Linked DNA regions of Astyanax mexicanus: region 1 is linked to region 2. A link is a contact called in public Hi-C data. All regions are on one chromosome and are shown on one strand. Each heading gives the region's core, a stretch centred on a gene start, on an enhancer-like site or on the middle of the called end of the contact. The rest is flanking DNA. Distances are from core to core; before and after follow the strand shown. Region 1 holds the start of cdkn1ba (cyclin-dependent kinase inhibitor 1Ba). Region 2 overlaps LOC125792704 (a long non-coding RNA gene).

The links. Hi-C and Micro-C count contacts between places; a contact is called where the count stands out from the background.
Region 1: a Hi-C map of muscle shows a contact between it and region 2, with 20 times the contacts expected there. The contact joins the promoter of cdkn1ba here to the enhancer-like site in region 2. A contact is called at or near these places in 2 of 3 Hi-C or Micro-C datasets (both in muscle).

The regions. Positions count from the first base shown.
Region 1 is chr2:12,093,077-12,098,183 of AstMex3_surface, forward strand. It overlaps cdkn1ba (cyclin-dependent kinase inhibitor 1Ba), which reads right to left and starts at 3,694. Exons shown (of 3, transcript XM_007232275.4): 1 at 2,718-3,694; 2 at 1,768-1,898; 3 at 1-852. The coding sequence starts at 3,225. The coding sequence ends at 1,792.
Region 2 is chr2:12,026,842-12,031,618 of AstMex3_surface, forward strand. All of the region lies in intron 1 of LOC125792704 (a long non-coding RNA gene), which reads left to right. Among protein-coding and RNA genes, the nearest start is that of LOC125792704, 23 kb to the left of the region's middle. Within about 2 kb of position 3,345, the one cell type or tissue checked has an H3K27ac peak away from gene starts, as active enhancers do.

The DNA of each region.
Region 1 (5,107 bases), core at 2,444-4,943, 67 kb after region 2:
TTAACCATTTTCCTTTTTGTAATAATTATTTACTCAGTAGGTTCTCTTTCATAGGCAACTTTCAAAAACATTAGAAATAGTGGAATAACCCAGGGATCAAATAATACTGAGAAACACTATCAGAACAGTATGACCACACCCTTAAAAAAAGGAATATCCCTGTTGTAACTTTGGCAGAGTTTTAAATCAACATTGCAGAATCAAGTACCAACGCACACTTCTGTGATATTATTGCTAATACCGAAACACAATCTTTATGCTTTATCTTTAGGTCACATCTTATCAGCACCAGACTCCAGTTCTCTTTCAATGGTGAACTTTCTATGCTACCTCTGGGTGCCCAGGATGTCTTTAGCGTGCAGAACGGATGCATGATAAATTTTAAGACTGATCTAAGTGATAAGCTAAACCCTGAAAACATTGAGAAGTTAGGTCTGAACTTACCTAAATATGAGCAAACATGGGATAGTATTATTGGGAGTTGTTTTGAAAACTGCACAGCAATTCTTCAAGTCACTATTATATAAATGATTTTTTTTTCCATCGTAATGTTATATTTCAAATATGCTACATATAAAATGAGAATATATACATAGGTAGTAAAGACTGAGCAAAAGAAAAAAAATGGAAAACAACAATTGCACACTGCTACATCGTCTGCTTTTGAGGCAACTGTATTCGGTTGAGTGCCAAAACTTTAGTGTAAAAAAATTCAGTGCTTCTACTGCCTCGCACATCCTTTAGGAAAGACGGTGCGCTTTTCTTTTTTTCTTTCTTTCTTTCATTGCGGTCCCCGTTTACTTCATAAAGCTCTCGAAGGTTGTGATGGAGAAACACACACATTCTTCATCTCTGCGGGGAACAGAAGAACAACATGTGTTTTAGTGAGATGGGAAATAGGAAATAGACCGCACTGTTGCTATGTCCACAAAAAAAAAATTATCACAACACATATATATATATATATATATATATATATATATATATATATATATATATATATATATATATATATATATATATTCAACTGCTCTGACTTGCTTCAGACACTTTAAGACTACAGTACATTAATATTGCATCTATGAGACATTGCAAACTATGCGACAAACATTATGAAGGGTGTTATAAGCTCTCTGCAGCAGATGATGTTGTCTATTTCCAAAAAATAAGTCATCAGGGATAGCATTAATAAATGACACAGCCACTATACAGATGTTTGCATGCGTGCGTGAGGCTGGAGAGTATGTTTCTAGCACCCTCCCACACAGACACACACAAACACACTCGCACACATATACACACCCAGGGTGTTCATGACGTCTTACTACACTGTTGTTCACTGCACAGGCATTTTGTTTACAACGTGAAAGGCAGCTTTTAGGATAAAAGGTAAATGTTTTTGCACTATTTGCACATTAATCTAGACTTTCTTTGCAAATCTCCTTTATGCAGTAAAAGTAATACTAGGGATTAGTCTTGTGAGTGTGTGTGAGTTCTGTCTTCACTATAATTAGTAGAAACAGTATCTGAACGCTCTGGTCCAGGTTTGCTAAAGCAAGTAAAGCAACAGTTGTTTTAAAATACAAGTACACTACGTTTTAGTTTTTTTTTTTTTTTACTACGTACAAAAGCATTTTGAAATGACTGTCTGTGGCGATAGGTATACTACACTACACTACAGTTACAGCACAGATGTGCTGCAGTGTTCAGTGATTATTTGCGCACAGCAGCTTAGTGCGTAAACAGATAGTAAGTAACGTTACTCACCTTTGCTCCCACAGGGCCTCGCTTTTACGTGTTGGGAGGAGGTGATTTTCTGGGGGTCTGCTCTGGTGGACAGTGGTTGGCTTCCTCCGCATCACTGTTCCCGTTCACTCTTTTACTCTGACTGGCTCCATCTGATTTTAAGAGGAGGGAGAAATGCAATTAGCTCTCTGTCTGGCACGTGCACTATTGCGTTTATCAAAATAACAGCTGCTTTTAAATGGCAAGTGTTTTGGTTTAAAAAGTAGTTAGCTAGCTGAATGCAGAGTAACTTAGTGCATGTGTTAAGGCGCATGGTACACGCAATGTTTTCCCCTTACTCTTTTTTCCCTCCTTTTTTAGTTGCAAAAAGTAGAGGCAGCAATGGCATGCAAAATGCCTGCAAGCTTTAATTATTATTATTTCATTTAATTTTTTGCTTTTGTTTGTTTTTAACAGCAGTTCATCTACATAGACAACGTGTGGCACGTATAGCCTGCTAAGTCCAATAGCTGTAGACATTAATGTAGCAAAAAGAGTTTTCGATTTTTTTTTTGTTTGTTTTGCATTCAATATTGTTGTTTCTCTTTAACTTTACTTATATTGAATGTGTATATGTGTATTTTATTTTTATAGAAGAATTCCTATAGCTTGTCCTGTGTTCTAGTATTGCAGAATGGGACATTTAAATAGTAACAAATATATTTTTGTACATAAAAGCATTAAGTGTAATTGATTAAGTGTTCGAACTTCAACGCTAACCGATATGAGAGAATGTTAAATTAAGGTTGGTTAAAGGTTGTAGGTTATTATTTCAATTATCAACATTAAGTGATGCAACATAACAAAAGAAAAACGTGTTGTTTTCTATTAAGGTAACTCCCCCTCGCATATACTAACTGTATAACCATTTTTTTTATGCCCGTTTATAAAATAATTATTTGGCTAGCTTTAGATTAGTTAGTTTTGATTACCCTGCTGCTCCGTGGAGCGTCTTTTCCTCGTTACCCCCCTGCAGTCCGAGCGCGCAGCCGTGCGCTCCGTGCGCACTCCCGCACCTCCACCACCTCCACCTCCATCACTGCCACCGCCTCCGTCTACGTCCTCCTCGCTCTGGTTAGGCGGACTCGGACTCGGGCTCGGGCTGCTGCGCCTCGGAGCTCTCCGTCCGCTCCGCCCGGGCTCTGATCCGCGCGGCGGCCTGCTGTAAAAGTCCGGCACACTCCTCCCGTCCATCGCCTCCCACACAAACTGCCCGGGGGCGAGCGGCTCGTCCCGCGCGAAGTCGAAGTTGTACTTGTCCCGCAAAGCGCGCTCCTGCTCCCGCAGCTGCTCGGTGCAGTCCCGCCGGAACTCCGCCGAGTCCGGTGCAGCTCCGCCGCCAAACAGGTTCCTGCGCACCGGGAGCCTCGTGTGGTCCGCGAGCCTCGCGTCCACCCTCTCCAGCGGGGGGCTTCCGTTAGACAGGCGCACATCGGACATTTTTTCTACATTAAAAAACTGGGTCCCAGAAACTAAATGCGAACTGAACGAGTATAGAATGATTCAACAAAAACAACAACAGCAGCAGCAGCTGCACAAGTCCGTGCGCTCGCGCGAACTATGAAGGCAAACACAAGACGACTAACTAGCAATTTAACGCGTAACCGTAACGCTCCTCCCGTCAGAGCCGAGCGATTCGCAAATACGCTGAAGAAGAAAAGCGCGCATCCAAAAAAAGAGCATTTAAAACGACAGTAAAGAAAAAGAAGCGAAAACGTTGGAAAAACGAGAGCAGCTGGTGCGCGCGCACACGCAAGAAAACGTAGGGTAAAAATGCGCAGCGCAGAACAAGACACTCCTATCTGCTCCGTCTCGTAGTAAATCCGAGAGAAAACCAGGCACAGTCATTCGAGCGCCCAATATGGCGATCGCGAGCACAGCAAGTGAAAAGAAGAGGCTCTCTGACAGCGATGGCTATTTAAACACAGCGCTTTTCATTGGTGCAGCTCCGCGGGCGCCGCCCATCTCTTAAAAGGAACCGAGGGCAGGATCTCAAATGGCGCCCTGCAGTCACTCCCTATATAGTGCACTACAGAGGTCACGGGGAGTTACGGCTTCTGCACGCAGACTTTTTTTACACAAAGGTGTGAAAATTATTCACACTCATTACTCTGTACATAGAAGTATACTAGAGTTAAAAAAATACCTTAATAGTTAAAGTATAAACTCAAGCTTTTTACTTTTTTAAGTAAAAGTATAAAGTACTGTTTTTTAAATTACTTAAAATATAAAAGTAAAGGTTATGTAAAGGGGAAAAAATTTAATTGATTACAAAAGCTTAGACTGAGCCACAGGGTCCTATTTTCAAAACACATATTTCTAAAAGCCATAATGACTATAATGTTATATTAAAATGTTAATGGACTAGGCTCCCTACCTGTTTCAGCTTCAAAATATGCTAATCAAAAATTACTGCATTTTAGTACAATGTAAATATATCAAATAAGCTTAACTGGGATATTTCACTCAAGTTCTCTTGAGTCTCTGCACAGATCACCTTCATACTTGGCTACATACGTCTGCTATGTTGTTGCTGGAGTGTGGGCGTGATGTGCAGGTGTGATGGATTGTATAAACACAAAAGGGTGTTGTAATGGTATATGTTTATACTTTTCATCCAACCACAATTAAATAAATTCACTCTATCCTGATGGAAAGATTTATCTGGATAGGGTTTAAATTTTTAACGATAAGAAGTCGCTCCTTAATTTTCTTTTCTTTTTCTTTTTTTTTTTTGCTTCTGCAGGTCTGTTCTATTCTGTTCCATCCATTTTAACAATTAAAATGCTGTAAATAAATGTTTTACATTCAATAAAAAATAGTTCTAAATTATATATAATTCAATTTTAAATTTGGCATCAATATTCAAAAAAGTAAAGGGAAGTTAATTTTATATAAACAACCATGCAAAAATCACAGCGTGAATTTGAATACTAATGAACAGTTTTGTCAGCAAACCTTAAAGCACATGAAATCTGCAGTCATAAAATAAACAAAAAATGTAAAAAAAAATAAAAAAAAACCTGCCAGTAATGTTGATGGAAGTTCAGAAAGGTGTTGCCAAAATGTTTACACAAGAATGTAAATACCAAAATTAAATTATTACCAGTAAAAAGAAAACTTTAGAATTTGTAACATTTAAAACAAAAATAACAAAAAAAAATAAAACATGCAAATCATAAATTATCAAAACTGTACAAGCACATGAAGCAGTGTACCCCATACGTAAATAACTACATGTCCAGTAGAGAGGCATTTGCAATTGCATGACGGACTCCAGCAGACTACATTAAATGTTCATTTTCTCTGTTTGTTGCTTTGA
Region 2 (4,777 bases), core at 2,095-4,594:
AACAACCTACAACAAAATATTATCTATGAAATATTTACATTATTATTTTTTTATCTTGTACCTCTTGTTTCTGTATTCTTCTGGTAAAACTACTGTTTTCTTGAGCATCAAAGAAGCACATAGACTGTAAGGTCAAAATTGGGTGAACTCCTACACTGATGTTGCTGTTTTTAGGCACACTATATGCACACTTTGTACTAAGAACACAGCTGCCTCATAATTTAGGTAGAAATTTGTCAACAGTGCATGTTCTTTAAGGGGCTTAGTCTATTCCATTTCCTTTTTTTATTTTATTCCATTATTCCATTTTATTCCATTTCAATCCGTGTCATGCTCCACACTTCCTACAGTAAGTGGGCACTCGGGTTATGCATAAAGAAGATCCAGTTTGGCCGGATAAAGAAGAAGAAGAAGAAGCCAGTGGAAAAAGGTTAATGGAATTACGATATCTTAGCCTCATAGTGCATGCTCATCCATTACCCAGCTGTAAAATCTTCCTGTCTGGCACAAACCCCTCTGGTCCACTATATGCCACATCGATGCCAGAAATGATGTCTATTCAGCAGTAATGGACTACACCATTCATTAAGAAATCTGCTGCACTCTGGAGCCAAAGTATGAGGTTAGAACTGTTTCAGTCATGTTTCACTTCTAGGTAGATAGATTCTTCATTGTCCTCCAGGAGGAAGTTAGTTTTCACAGTCCGTGCTGTCCATACAAGCCCACTGAGACACGCGTAAACCCCAAGACAGATAATCCATCACCATAAAAATTATATACGTTCATATAAACATCCCATACAGAGAGCAGAAGAGATTCGGCACATCCTTTACTGCAGATCTTTTTTGAGAAGAAGCATTCGAAGTTGGGATGTCTGTGATTTTTCAGAGAGAGAGAGTGAGGGATTTAGTTCACTCTGCTGCTGCTGCTGCTTTGGCTTCCCTCGTGTTGTTGAAGAGGCCTCGGTCCAAGAGGTCTCAGCGAAGGCAGAAAGAGGTGGAAAGAGGTTTAACAATCCGTGTAAACTTTGAAGAAAAGGAATTGAGTAATTATGTCTGTTCTGCTGCCGATTTCTCTGTTTGTTTAAGTGAGAGGAAACCGAAAGCTTAGCTCTAATTGTGTGGTTGGTTTATTTGTGTTACTGCACTGCTCTTTAATGTTTTCAATGAACTCCTCTTTCTCTCTCTCTCGCTCTCTCGCTCTCTCTCTCTCTTCATAGACCACTTTCTGCTTAATATTTGGGCCCTTTTGCTTCCGTGCAAATGGCGGTTTTGTTGGAGCACGCTTTGGTGTTTTTGACTTCTAAAAAACGTATGATCTGAGCCGCTACGTCATCATCTGCCTGAAGCTGTGTTTATGCTCTCAGAGCTGTATTGGTTTTGAATGGGCTCCAAAGCTCCAGGGCAGGCGGGATAGGAGGGTATAGTATATAACTTTGTGAAGGAGGAGGAGGAAGAGGAGGAGAGGGGGGGGGGGGGGGGGGGTTCAGGAAGAGCCAGCGATGACTCACTGAACAGTTCTAATCTCTAATCCACATCAGCTGACCTGCTCTGACCCCTGGAGTCAGAGTTTATTGAGTGGGCACTGCTTTATTTATGCTGCAGATTTTCAGGTTTAATGAACAGGTGTGATGCTCTTCCTCAGAGCAATATGATGTGACTGCCAAAACAGCTCTGTTTGTGCATGTTAGAGAAAAAGAGAGGAAGAGAGAGCTGTAGAGAGAGAGAGAGAAAGAAGGAGAGGAGAAAAGTATACTTGCAACATTCATAGCTCCATGCTGATCTAACTGGATCTTTCTTTTTCTTTCTTTTTATAGTCATAATTCCCTGTACCAGATACACTTAATAAGAGTCATTAACTAACACAGCTTGACAATATTCACTGACATGCCAAAAAATCATGGAGCAGAAACAATATCCTGTCCCATGACTTTTGGCATGTCCCACAGAAGCTAAAAAATGCTGCACTGGCCTGAAGGACATACATGTGGGCTCTTTTGCATTAAGCTTGTGTGCGCATGTGTGTTCACATGGACAGTTCCAGCCAGACATTGCTGGTCATGATCATTACTGTTCACTTTCCGCTGATCTTGGTAATGCCAATTTTCAGGTTTAATGCGTGTTTAATGTTTAATACTTTATAACTACAGTACAGGTGTGGGCAGTCCCAACACTACAGGATCAGTTTTCACACAATGCTATCCCATGATCTTTGGCGTGTCAGTGTTTATATATATTTGTGACATTTTGAAAGCATGTGACATATACGCACACTTATTTAAAACTTTGATAGTCTTTATATTATTTAGCCTGATCTCAACATACACTAGCATAATATACACTACTGCACATACGTTTTAACAACTACTAGCACCAGATTGCTGGTTCGAATCCTGTTCATGTAGCTTGTCATCAGCTTCCAGAGCCCAATTGACCTTGCTCTCTCTGGGTGGGTAGATGGCGCTCTCTTCCCTCATCACTTCTAGGGTGATGTCGATCAGCACAAGGCATCTGTGAGTTGATGTATTGGAGTCGCTGCACTTTACTCCAAACGCGCTGTGATGCTACTTGGTAATGCTGCAGCAGGGATATAGAGCTGAGTAGCATCTAAATGACTGGGACAATCAGCCTAGCTAAAAACATGAAAAAGTTAGAAATAAAAATAATAAAAATTTGAGGGAAAAACTAGGGAAGGGAATTCTTATGCTGGGTTCCTTTAAACTCACATTTCAAATGTTAAAATTGAAATTTATGTCAGACACGAGTTGCTCTAGGTCAGCATTGCTTACAATGCATTATGCAGTATGTATTTTGAACATTTAAACTACATAGAAACATCTCCACAGGTAGAAGTAGGACAGGACTGTGTGTGTGATTGATCTAAGGAGATTAGATAGATAGATTTAATAAAAATCTCTAAAATATTTATAGTAGTAAAAATATTTTACTACTGTTGACATGGGGGTACTCGTGGTGGGTGGGGCTCCTAGTAGAAATTCCAACATGTAGGAGCGTTCTAGTTAAAAATTTTCATCTGGAAACTAGGAAATAAAACCGACATCCGAGCTTAAATGGAACGCAGCATTGTTATAGACCTAATATGTTTCCAATATATGATATTTAAATGCATGCAATACATATGTGCATAGTGGATATAAACAAAAAGTGCAATAAAAGGGCAAACCTCTCCAAAACTGGGATGAAGATGCATCCGATGTCTGTTTGTGGCAATTGCACCATGCACAGTCCTCCACTGGAGGTCAGCTGTACATTTATCAGTTGGCCGCTCATAAGGTCCGCCTGCAGACTGCGGGGGAAGAGTTGGCGCCAAAAAACTCAGACCACTTGGAACTCCAGCCAGAAGACATGCCTGAGACACCTTCACACAGATCAAATGAAGAGCTTTCCTCCCAACTAAGAGCTTTAATAGTGATGGACTAGAGTAACTTTTAGTGCTTAATCCACTCGCCCAGGGCAGCCATGACGGTCAATTTAAGGAGACCACTCGGGGCACCCATCTCTCCACTGGACCAGTTATTCAAAAAGATCAGATCACCATATCTCTGAACCCCATATCTCTGCTTTTACTTGATCTATCAGACCCACTGAACCCTTCTAGTTTAGCTTGACACAATAAATGTTTTTTTAATTGGGTGTAATATTATACCAGAAATACTTAATATAAATTATAATATTGTAATTTTAAGACTTACACACTAATAATCTTGCACACTAGTCACATGTCACTCATTCTAACACATTTGCAGCCAACACACACATCCCCACACACTTTACCTCCTGCATTTGACCCCAATAACACCTGCATTCAATCCTCACCATCTCCTTCACTGATGCCAAGAAGATTAACAACCAACTGTCTCTATCTCTCTATTTCTCACTTTCTGTCTCTTTCTCTATCACTCTCTCACTGTAGAGGCAAATCCTTTAGTTAAGGTGAAGCAATGGTTTACTCGCGCCATGTCGTTGAGTCAGATAATTATCCATTTTCCACTCCACAGGATGTTTTAAAGGAAAAAACAAACTTTATTTCCACGTTTCCACAAGTACAATTAAAAAACGTACAGTTAAAGTACAGTTAAAAAGTACAGTACAGTTAAAAAACGCTGGCCACGGTAAGAAAACCGTGTGCTTCCACAGCTGATGGCTCTTAACAAAACTCTCTCCATGCACGCTAATCACTGCTTTCCCCCAATAGCGTTTCTCTTAAAGAGACAGTACCCGTTTACATTGAGACTGCAGTACCACACAATGAACTAACAAATAGGGAAAACTTACTTGCCTAGATATTAATGAACTACATATTACACAAACTAAAAATGGTCTCATTCAGTAAAAACTTCTCATACCAATAACCACAAAATAAAATTAACATAATTAAATAAACATAAATAACAGCTTTGATTAGTTTCAGTACGTGGCCCATACACTCACTTTCACGCTCTTTCAGTCATCAAAAAACATAATAAAAAAAAGCAGTAATAATAATAACTGGGAATAACAGGGAAAGTACAAAAAGCCAGCAGGGCTTGTATTAGGCACTTTCCTATTGTATTTAAACAAATTATATTTTAAGTTAATATACAAAATATGAAGTAAGGGAAGTAGAGCTGTTGTTTCTCTTTTTTATTAGCTTATTTTTCTCTTTCTTGATCCTCCTCCCTCTCTCTCTCTCTTTCGCTCTCTCTCTCACCCTTACTTTCTCTGAGATGTTGTTTCTCTTTTTTTATTACCTTTTTTCCTCTATCTTGTTTCCCTCT